Linked DNA regions of Mus musculus: region 2 is linked to region 1. The links are chromatin contacts, called in public ChIA-PET maps. All regions are on one chromosome and are shown on one strand. Each heading gives the region's core, a stretch centred on a gene start, on an enhancer-like site or on the middle of the called end of the contact. The rest is flanking DNA. Distances are from core to core; before and after follow the strand shown. Region 1 holds the start of Gpr171 (G protein-coupled receptor 171). Region 2 overlaps Med12l (mediator complex subunit 12-like).

The links. ChIA-PET counts read pairs in DNA pulled down with a chosen protein or histone mark.
Region 2: an RNA polymerase II ChIA-PET map of memory CD8 T cells shows a contact between it and region 1, with 350 read pairs. The contact joins the enhancer-like site here to the promoter of Gpr171 in region 1. A contact is called at or near these places in 1 of 15 datasets of contacts at CTCF or cohesin (CD8 T cells), 2 of 484 Hi-C or Micro-C datasets (the HPC-7 cell line and peritoneal macrophages), 4 of 115 datasets of contacts at active chromatin or transcription factors (CD8 T cells, effector CD8 T cells, embryonic stem cells and 1 more) and 2 of 9 other capture datasets (adipose tissue and liver).

What each region holds. Positions count from the first base shown.
Region 1 is chr3:59,099,012-59,104,907 of GRCm38.p6, forward strand. Gpr171 (G protein-coupled receptor 171) reads right to left here and starts at 2,810. Exons shown (of 2, transcript NM_173398.3): 1 at 2,576-2,810. All of the region lies in intron 15 of Med12l (mediator complex subunit 12-like), which reads left to right.
Region 2 is chr3:59,231,854-59,237,749 of GRCm38.p6, forward strand. Med12l (mediator complex subunit 12-like) reads left to right here. Exons shown (of 44, transcript NM_177855.3): 17 at 551-669; 18 at 1,274-1,417; 19 at 3,192-3,355. The region is part of intron 1 of P2ry12 (purinergic receptor P2Y, G-protein coupled 12); the gene reads right to left. Among named protein-coding and RNA genes, the nearest start is that of P2ry13, 24 kb to the left of the region's middle. Within about 2 kb of position 3,243, at least 54 of the 459 cell types and tissues checked have an H3K27ac peak or open chromatin away from gene starts, as enhancers often do. A contact at or near this core is called in CD8 T cells, effector CD8 T cells and memory CD8 T cells, where this site is marked.

The sequences.
Region 1 (5,896 bases), core at 1,560-4,059:
TAACAATTTATAATGTTATAGACCCGTGAAGGCCGCTGTCGTGTCTGGTGAACACTATAAATGAACATTAAAGATTCTATTTAACTGTCATATTTCATATTGAGTACCCATGTAATATTTTTTGTTACATTATACTTGGGGTGTTAATGAAAATACTTTCTTGTGTTTCTTTTTACTGTTTAAATTCATCTAGTAGAGAAACTTGTTGAACATAATGGCTGTACCTATTTCTATGAAAGTGCTTTTGAGTAGTTTTATGAAAGTGTCTTTTAAAAGCTTCAAGAACATGACCCTATATTTATTGGTTACAGTGTCTTCCAGAAAAGGGTCAATTCCATCTGTGTTAAAACATGTAACTTTACTGGACCTGGCGGAACTCATTTGTAATGCCAGCACTCAGGAGAAACACTAGTTTAAGATCACTCTTTGCTAAATTGCAATGTTAGCCTGGTATATACTTGAGACCTTGTTTCAATCCAAAACAAAACAAAACAAAACAAAACAAAACAAAACAAAATCCCCTTCTAACTTGGACAGTAGAGAACCACCATAATTGAACCTGATCGTGGCCATAAGATCTCATCATGGTTCTTCCAGGTGGAGCACACCAGCTTGGCTTGTAAGCTCTAGTTAAACCATGCTCCCTCTGGAGTGGCCTGTTCCAACCCCTCTCCATGTGTAGGGCCACAGTGGTACTTTGTGCTGTCCGTCTTGATGTGGCAACCCCTTTTCATATTAAACAATACTCTTTTGTTTTAAAGGCAGGGTCAAAAATACCACTTACAGAATGCAAATCTATATGGAATTTCCTGAAAAATCCAGAAACCAGATAGTATAGAATCTGGGCTTCTCAAGCTTTAATGTTTTATCAGGGTTCCAGGACATTGAAAGTTTGCTGACAGTGAAATGGCTCAGCAGTCATAAAATCCTTCTTAAATCAAACAGCTTCTGAAGTCTTATTAAGCTTTAACTTTTCAAAATACTTACTGTATGTCTCTTTAAATTTTTATGTATTGTTATCATGCACGTTCATGCTGTATGGCTGCGAGTGTGCTTCTGTGTGCATGTGGAGGTCAGTGGACAGCTCGTGGAGTCAGTTTTCTCCTTTCTGACTGCTGGGATGGAACTCAGGTCTACTTACGCCCCTAATTTACACATTCAGTGGCTGAATGTGTTTCATGGCCGTGCTGTGTTTATCTTGAAGTGATACAAGGTGTGAACTTAAGTATATTAGAGGTTACAAGCTCTTCCCTTTCCCCCCGAAGTCTCAGGGTACTTGGGGTCCACGGATATTGTTATTCTGTACTAACCTTAATGAAAATTGTAAAGCACTTACCATTTATGTTTGTTGACTACACATTTTTGTTTAAAGAAAGACATTTTTTTTTTGTGTCCTGTTGGGTGGTTATTCTAATCTTCAGTCCACTTAAGCATGTGGTAGAATTTTAGAAGCGTGGCACTTTAATGTTAGATATGTTCTTTATCAATGACTATTTACCAGTTCTCAAATCAATTGAGGCTGCAAAGTGCTCTGGATTTCTGTAGCCTTTACCCTTCTCTGTTTTTCTGAGTCTTGTCTATTGACCTGTGGGCCTGAAGGAGACCCTTCATGTCTGAATGCCACTTCAGGCTTCTCTGACTTCCTTATAGGCGTTTCAGATGTTATATAGTGTCAGTAAAATAGTTATTTGTTTCTGTGAGTGCTGGATTGCCTGAATAATTATATGGCAAACTCTCATTTTATTGGTACAGATTATAGTAAAGAAAAATATTATAATAGCTTGTCAAGATTGGCATTCTCTGTAATTAGAACTGACCATCTGTTGCAGAGTGGAGTAACTTACAGTGGGTTACAGTGTAACCACTCATTCAGTAATGCGGAAGAGTTTGAGTGCTCTGCACTTGCTTTTATTAAATTGTGTCTAGAACGCCAGGAAAAATAGTTCCTCAAAACCTTGCATATATTGATGAGAGGCAAAATTGTACTATAGTAGCATCCCATGCTCTCTGTCATAAATCTGAAATCTAAGAGCTTGATAAACATTGTGACAACAATATCCATACAAAGTAGGTGTGCTTGGCAGTACTCCAGCAAAATGAAGAACAGACTTTAAATATCTCTATGGTCCTTTCTCATAGATTGCTTATTCCTTGGGGTGTAAAACTTAACTAAACTAAATGAAAACTTAGAAGGTTTTCCATGGGAGTCATTTTTGACATGTTTTGAAATTTGCTAATGTCGGACTGGTAGAGGAAAGTCTGGTTAAGATCTACTGGGGAGATATAACATGGCCTTGCTTATCATCAATCTAGCTAGAAAACAGTAGCTCGTTACCCTTGCCTGAGTTATTAGTCTAATTTGAACTGTAGTTTTTAAAAGACAGATGAGACCAAAGAAAGCAGGAAGTGCTGTTAGAAGCCCACAGATCAGATCTAATTACAGTTTGTTTAATAGTGGTTGCCCTACCACTCCAAAGCCTTGGGACTTTTGACTCTTTCTCTTGCAACACTGAAAATCCTGACATTGGTTTCTATGAGGAAAAAAAATGGAATGAGCTCATTGAAAAGGACGTACCTGGCTGTGTCTTCTCTGGCCTGAGAAGGCCAGGGTCCTGGCTGTCTTTTCTGGCCTAAGCAGGCCTGGGTCCAGGTTGTACCTGGCTGTGTCGTCTCTGGCCTGAGAAGGCCTGGGTCCTGGCTGTCTTCTCTGGCCTGAGTAGGCCCAGGTCCAGGTCTTCAGAGAATCAGGAGCTATTTAGTTACCCACAGTGACAGCAGTTCCATTTTGCAGGGTCGCCTGCTGAACTAAGAATTTCCTTTCCTTCTTGTGTGGTTTTAAAATGCTAGAGATTGACGTAGATGAAACTGTGGTTTGCAAATGGTCTAAACTGTATGAAAGTCTCCTGAGGAAGTTTTTGTAAGAAAACAATTTCATCTGTCTAAGTAACTCAAATTTGTCAGTTACTGTTTTAGGAAAAAGAATTTTAAATTATCCATGATAACGTCTTGCCTCATGTATCTTTTTTTTTTTTAAAGTAAAAGTACCACATACTGTTCTGTTTCATAATAGTTTTTTAAAAAAATAGTGTTAAACTCTTGAAACTGGTATTGAGTTTATGAATTAAAGACAGTAAGGTACCTAAGCAGATAGTTTTTTAGTTACTGATATCAGTACTTCAGAGGTACAATTATTAAGTAATATTGTTGCAGCTTGTATTTATTTAAGGTATTTGTTGATTGAAAAATAACACAACCACATTGTGGCTGGCAGACACCTGTAGCCCCAGCATTTGGGAGGCTGAGTCAGGGTGATAGCCACAAATCTGAGGCAGCCTGGGCTCCATGGTGAATGTAAAACCAGTCTAGGCTATCTTGTGAGGCCATCTGGAAATTAACACCGTATAGAGTCTGGTATGGTATAGTTACCTTTTTGTTGTTCATGATAGAAAAACATTTTTCTACATTTATTATTTTGTATGTATGCATGTGAGGTACATGTGTGTCAGAGCGTGTTTGTGGAGTTCATATGACAGCACTGAGGAATCGGTTCCCCTTCCACCATACAGGGTTATACTCAAGTTGTCAGGCATGGTGGCCAGCACGTTTCAATCCGTTGAGCCAGCTTGACAGCTCCAGTTTAGAAACAAAATCTTGAAATAAAATAAAAGAACACCGTTAGAAGAACAGAGAGATAACCGCTGTTCCCTTTCTTGGTTTATGGATTTAAGCTTTATTTCTGCGTTTACATGAACCACATAAATGTGACTGTACAGGTGATTAGAGATTTTCCTTCACAGATATGCTACATGTAATCCGGGGAGGTGGCACAGCAGGTTAGAGCACTTGCCATACAAGTCTGATAAACCAAATTCAATCCCTAGAGCGTGGGGAGCGAGAGGAGAGACTCACTGTATGAACTTGGCCTTTGACTGGCACTTGTGTACCATGACACACACATATTCACACTCACATACACATAATCCTAATATTACACTTCTAAGTGTTAAGGAACACATGTCACCTGCTTTCCATGTTATGAGACTGAAAACAATCAGAAAGTATTTCTCGTCTTGACATAAACAGCTTGATAAGTTGGGGCATTTATTTAGCAACTTGTACCTTATATCACATGATTATTCTCCTACAATAAAAACAATTTAAGTGGTGTTTAAATGGAGCCCAGCTCTGAAGTAGCATGCCTGACAGCTTGCTAGTCTGAAGAAGAAGTTTTGCCTCATTAGTGATTGATTTTGTTTTGTTTTTTTTATTTATCTTTCATTGGTAAGACTGGATTCCCACTACCCACTGCCCCTTTCCTTTCGGAGTTACCAGAGATCAAAGCCTTGATGGTAGGTAAGGGCAAGACTGGCTTTTATGAAAGTGAATATGACCTTCTAGCCCAAACAGATTTTGAAGAGTGATACTATGCTGGCACATACTTAATTTGTAACTGCCACACTGTGGCCTCTGTAGGAGAGACATTTGCATGAAATAAAGTGTGTGTCCATTAGAGAGAAAGAGAATTTAGGGGTGGAGTTGGTTGCAAGTTGGTTGATGAATAGACTTAGTGTGATACGAAGGAGAATGGGGAGAGGATGTTTCTGGTGAGGTTTTACTTCGTTTGGGATAAGCTTTTTAATCTTTCACTTTATTTTGAGCAGGCTTTTATCTATTGGCTTCCTTGCTTCTTCCCTTTAGGTTTAGATGAACAAAGCCTGCAAGCAGCTAAGTGTTGTTACAACTCGAGGGAGGACCACCATTTACGTGTGGGTTGTCAGATGTGAGCGAGCTGAAGTGCCCTGAATCTTTTTCTATCCCTGCACCTTCATTTCTAGGGCAGTGATAACTCATCTGTTTGGTTTTTGTGTGTGTGTGTGTTTATGAGATAGGATCTTGCCATATAAACCCACGGTGGTCTCAGACTGACAGGAATCCTCCTACATGAGCCTCCCCACTGCTAAGATCGCAGGTATGTGTCACCGTGCCTGTCAGGAGCTGACTTGGTTATAGTAAAACTAAATTTTGTTTTCTTTTTTGTTTGTTTGTTTTGTTTTGTTTTGAGACATGGTCTCATTATACAGCCCAGCTGGCTTTAAGCTTCAGATCCTCCTGCCTCAGCACTGTGAGTTTGGGATTACTGGTTAACCTGCATTCTCATCTAGAGGATACGTTCTCACAGCTGGGTTGTTGGAAGAATACTTTTTCCTCCATTGCCCTTTTACTTAAAAAATTCTTAATTTTTGAGTATTTCATGCATGGGCACTGTATCTATATCATCTGAACTCCCCCCCCCCCAATCTCCCTGTTGTAACTCCTCCTGTGTTCCCATGCATCTGTAATTCATGCCTTTGTCTTTAATAATTATTTGACACACACGTGTATCATCAGCTTAGCCCCCTGAATCCATCTGGTGTTGCTTGTAAATGTACATTTTAAAGCCGATTGCTTTGGATTAGAATTTGTCAGGAAGCTCACCCCCTGGGAACACCAAGATTTCCTCCTGAAGCAGTCACCAATGGCCGGTATTTCTTTATCTGTTGGGGGGGGACTGGTGAGATTTTCCCCAGCCACACTGATATGGCAACTAGTGGTGTCACTGTGAGTACAGCTTCCTTGTCATATGTCAAGGACACCATCCCCCAGCAGATGTCCTGGGCCTCTGGTGCTTATCATCTCTCCACCTCCTTTTCTGAGCTGCTGCTCCCTGGGCCTTAGCGTTGTGGTTGTGTCATAGACGTGTAAACTGGGGCTGCCCACTCCACAGTCTGTTAACTCTGTGAATTTTGACCAATTGTGGATTTCTTTGATAAGGTCTCTCTCTCTCCCCCTCTCTCCACTGCGAAAAGAAGCTTCTTGGATGGGGGATGAGTATGGCATTCATCTCTGGAGATAAGGA
Region 2 (5,896 bases), core at 1,993-4,492, 130 kb after region 1:
TTTGGCCCCTTGGGGAGGGAGAGGAGATTAGAGTCAGGTAGGTGGACTTTTGAGGTACTATTTCACGATTTGGATCTCATTCTGTTTGTCAAAATGCATAGAGTATATATTGCTTTCATCTATTATTGTGCCATACTTCAGTAAAAAATACCCATATAAAGATGGGATGGGGAGGTAACTCAGTAACGTTCCAAGTCCCACATAAAAATAGCTGGGCATGATGGAGCAGGGTTGTAATCCCATTGCTGTGGAGGTATGGATATAGGCAGACCCCTTGTGTTCCTTAAACAGCCAGGCAAGCTCACTTGGTGAGTTTTGGCCAGTAAGAGACTCTGTTGTAGAGTACCATCAGAGAGGGTAAACTCCAATGGTGTGATTGCCTGAAGGATGACACCAGGTATTTCCCTCTGGCCTCCACACACGTGTACAAACAAGTGAACATGCACACACATACACACACACACACACACACACACACACATCAAAAAAATCTTTAGAAATATGAAGAGATTAATTTAAATGGAAAGTAATACATCTGATGTTTCTTTAGTTGGGGACGAAGGACAGAAAGCCAGGAAGACCAAGCAGGAAGTTTTTCCAACCCCGGAAAATGTGTTCACGAAACTCCAACTCCTCTCATACTTCGATCAGCATCAAGTAACATCTCAGGTATCCATTCAGGGCTGTTTGTCACATGCTTTGAATATTCCTCCCTTAAAAGCTCAAGCAGTGTACTTCCAGCCTTAACTTTTACAAATGACCCTTATAGACTTGGAAGCAGAACAAGCTTCATTTGTGAGTATTAGGTGTTTCCTTCAACACCTGTTTTTATTATGTAAGTATTTTTGCTTTATAGTAATTATTAATTCATAAAGGTAATTCCTAATATACTTATTATATAACATGCTGACCCAGCATCACTATTGGTGAAGGAGAAACTTTTTGATGATTTAATTAAAATACTGGGAAATTTAGAAGAAATCCATTGTTATTCAGTTAACATGTCAGTTTCTGATGACTCACACTTTTGAGTGATTTCCCTTTGGGGTCACCAGTATCTAGATTATATTGAAATTTTCAAATGATGTTTGTAAGAATGCTGATTTGTATATGTTTTGACTTCCACGGAAATACTAATTTCTAAGTAGAATCACATGAATTCATATGTGTTGCTGGAAAAAAACCTAAAACGAAAACAATCGAAGTGATATATCGAAGTGAAGCCTCACCCAGACTGTTGGTTGTGTGATTTTCCTTGCTTTTGTCTGAGCAGATCTCTAACAATGTGCTGGAACAAATCACAAGCTTTGCGTCTGGAACATCCTATCACCTCCCGTTGGCTCACCATATTCAGCTCATCTTTGATCTCATGGAGCCAGCGCTGAACATCAATGGGCTGATTGACTTTGCCATACAGGTGCCACAGAGACTATACTGTGCCTTTCTCACATTTAGGAAAGCAAACCAACCAGACACTAGAGTTTATCTTGCTTCTTCATACTCTTTATTTGTTGATTTAAAAACCAGGCTATCCCTTACTGTTGAGCTTGTCTGAACTTTCCATCTGAAGTGACCACCCTACTCAGCCCCCAAGTACCTAAGGCTACAAGCTTGTGACCTGGCTTACATTTATATGAAATATTTTTAGATTTATTTTATGTGCATGGGTGTCTTGCCTACAGATGTGCACTATGTGTGTGCCTGGTGCCTGCAGAGTTCAAAAGAGGGCATTGGCTCCCTTGGAAGGGCGTTACGGATACTTATGAGACATCTTGGGGGTGTTGGGTACTGAACATGGGTCCTCTGAAAGAGCAGCTAGTGGTACTTAACTACTGAGTCATCTCTCAAGCCTCTTATTTTTTAAACTTGCATAAATATGCAAAAATGTAGTTTTATGAAATACCATATGATGCCATAAAACATGTATATGTTATGTATATTCTTATAGCAAATTAAACATACCTATTCTTCAAACATCATTTCTTGATGGTAGAAACTGTCAAGAGTCCTTTTCCCTACGTTTGCTAGGTACAGTGCATCCTGTTACCTATAGCCGCCCTGCCATACATATTACACGTGAAGATATCTTGCTCCTGTAAGAACTTAGTCCCCACTGATTAACTTTCCCTAATCACTTCTCTGTCCCAACTCTCTTTGGCCTCTTGGAACTTCATGCCTTTGAACATGTGCCAGTTCTGTTACATTAAAACTATTTAAGCTGGGCAGTGGTGGCACGTGCCTTTAATCCCAGCACTTGGGAGGCCGAGGCAGGCAGATTTCTGAGTTTGAGGCCAGCCTGGTCTACAGAGTGAGTTCCAGGACAGCCAGGGCTACACAGAGAAACCCTGTCTCGAAAAAAACAAAACCAAAAAACAAAACAAAACAAAATCCCTAAAACAAAACAAATAAAACAAAACTATTTTAAGCACCTAGTACATTTTAAAGTGTTTGAGACATTTTGAGTTAATAGTTTTACTGTTAAGCTATAGTTGGTGTTAGTAATACACAACTTATTTAAAACTATGTATACGTGAAAGATGTTTTTGTTTTGGTGTCGGTTGTTGTTACCTTATTATTTTGCGTTGGGAATAAGGAAATGATATATTCTCTCTAGTAGAGTTAAGCAGTGAAAAGCACAAATGATTGTTAAAATACTCTTTATAATTTCATTTGTCCCACTGTAGTTACACACATTTTAGATCATTTATTCCTTGTGTTAATAAATAGACATTAGGTTTGATTTTTTTCTATTGTACAGTTACTCCAAGCTTTATAAATAAGAATGTAGTTATTATAGTTATCAGTTGTGTTGCATTGAAAGGAAAAAAAAAAAAAGAAGCACAACAACCAAAATGAAAAAGAAAAAAAGAAAAAAAGGAAAAAAAATTAAATAAAGAATGGGGTTGTTTATTAAACGCTTAGTTCCAGGCTCTGGGCTTTCAGAAAGTTTTGGTGACTGTTTCAGCACTGACTACATCCTGGTTGGGTGCATGCTGGTGTCTAGACAGAAAAACATTCGTTTAAATTAGTAAAGGCTTAAAAGTAAATGCCAGCAAAAGCTTGTGTGCTTTCTGATTCCGTAGCGTATAGGAAATGTGCACTAGGGGTTCACTGAACGGTTTCCCTGTTTGTCTTCTTCCCTCCCCTCCAACCCTCCCTTCACCCCCCCCCCAACCCCACTTCTGCTGCAGCTGCTGAATGAACTGAGTGTGGTGGAAGCAGAGCTCCTCTTGAAGTCTTCTAGCCTGGCAGGAAGTTACACTACAGGACTATGTGTCTGCATTGTGGCCGTGCTCAGGCGGTACCATAGTTGCCTGATCCTAAATCCTGATCAGACAGCCCAGGTGTTTGAAGGGTGGGTATATAAGTAGCAATGTTTTTGTTTTTTGTTTGTTTGTTTGTTTGTTTGTTTGTTTGTTTTTCTTATCCTAAAAGGTAGAATTCATAGTGAAATACAGTGCATTTGGGAGAAAAATTATACTGAGTTCTAAAAAAGTATTTTTGTTTAGACTGTTGGTCTGAAGTTTTGATACCACTCATTTTGAAGTTTTAGATGTCTTATTAAAGTTTCAATGAAAACATCCCAACAATGGTCTTACCAAAATATTTTGTAGAGAAAGAGATATAAATGGAGGAAGTGTGTTTGATTTTTTTTTTTTTCTACTTACTTACTGGCTTCCTCTTCACCTCCTGGTCATGCACAGCTCTCTTCTCATTTATGCCGCCCAACAACTTACTGCGAGCAGTGAATACTGGGATCTGGTCATCTATTTTCAGTGTACTTTTGAAAAAACAATCAGACACTACATAGTCCTTGCAACACTGCAAGGATTCTTTGCACTGTAGAAACTTGGCCATCTTCTTTCTGACTCATGAAAGTTGTTCGTCTGAGTGTCTAACGGACAAAAGCTTCTGCTGTCGCTCATAAAGTCGGGCTAAGGAACTGTCTGCAAGAGGCTGTGCTTAAAAGGCCAGGGAAATGCAGGGAGCTCTGTGCAAACATCGTGTTGCCTGCTCCTCACCTGCATTTCTAGGGCCTTTTATTAAAAAAAAAAAAAGACAACCTATTCTTTATTCCTCTGTCTCCTCATTTGTCTTCTTGGTTTTCACCCATCCCCTCTGTAACCTTACACATGCATTTAATTTATAAACAGTATTTCTCTAGTGGCATCTACTTTGCAGAGGCTTTTCTTTGATTTACATGTACATCTAACTTAAGAAGTAGAATATTACAAGCCTCAAAAGCTTTACAGTGAGAGAAGGTGTGTATTTATGTGAGGCCTCGCTCTTTTATATCGTTCGACAGGTGAAGAGTTTGGAAGTGATGTGCCCCATATTCATTACACAGCTAGTATATGTTGCAAATTGAAGTTGACTCCTTACTGTTTTTTCAGCACTATTCTTTTAAAATCATTCAATTTTAAAATAATAATTCATTTAACAACACATTCACTGATCATGAACTCATACATACTTAGTTGGAAAAAGTGTTTTTGTTTGGTTGTTCTTTGATTGTTAGTTTGAAATTGTTTTAATATTTTAACATTTAAAATATTAACTTAAATACTCATAAAATTATATTTGGCTTAACTTTGTTATATTTTTACCTTATTTATAATGCCCTAGTTTGCTCGTTGTTGCTACGGTAAACGCTGTGACCAAATTCAACTTTATCAAAGGTTGTTTTTTTGTTTTTTGTTTTTTTGTTTTGTTTTGTTTTTCAGTTTATAGCCTGTAGTTGTATCATTGAAGCACACCAGGACCAGAGCTCGAGGAAAAACTCTGGATGCAGGAACTTACTGGCATGCTCCCTTTGCCTTGGTCAGCTAGCTATCCTATACAACCCAGGTCTGCCTGCCTAGAGATGGCACAGGCTACAGGAAACTGGACCCTCCCTTGTGAAGCAGAAATAAAGCACGTCTGTCCCCCCCCCCCCCCCCCCGTCATTCCCAAGTGACTCAGGTTGTGTCACATAGATAGCTGTCTTAACTATTGACACACCGTATGACTTTTTTTTTTTCAAAATCACAATCCCCCCCTTAATGTGACTGAGAGTATCAGACCACAGTCCAAGGCTTTAGTCTTAGAAAGTGAAAACTACTGTAAGATGGACGCACCTACCCATTTGCATTTGTTTACTTTAGTCGCAGGATAAGTCTTTACTTTCCATGCTCTGTTGGGATTTGTTTGCTTCTGCATACCCAGCAGATTCAGGTGTTGCTTCCCTCTTAAACGATGGTTCCATTGTCTGTACCTGTTGCCCCCCCCCCTTTTTAAAAAACATTCCATTTAAAAAATCTTTTTATTTTTTTTCCCTCCCTCAACTCTTCCCAGTTATCCCCTTTATCAGGCCCTTCCCTCCAAATCCACTCCTTTTCCATTTTCCTTCAGAAAAGAGCAGGCCTCCCAGGGATATCAAATGATCAAGTTACAACACAACTAGGCACATCCCTTATATCAAAGCGGACAAGGTTAACTCAGTGGGAGAAAATGGGTCCCAAAAGCAGGCAAAAGAGTCAGAGATAGCATGCACTCCTGCTATAAGGAATCCTACCAGAACACCTAGTTACACACCGTAACATATATGCAGGGGACCTAGATCCGACTCATCCAGGTTGCTTAATTGCTGGTTCAGTCTCTGTCAGCCCCCATGAGCACTGCTTAGTTGATTATGTAGGCCATGTTCTTGCGGTGTGCTTGATCCCTCTATCTTTTTTTTTTTCCATTTTTTATTAGGTATTTAGCTCATTTACATTTCCAATGCTATACCAAAAGTCCCCCATATCCACCCACCCCCACTCCCCTGCCCACCCACTCCCCCTTTTTGGCCCTGGTGTTCCCCTGTACTGGGGCATATAAAGTTTGCAAGTCCAATGGGCCTCTCTTTCCAGTGATG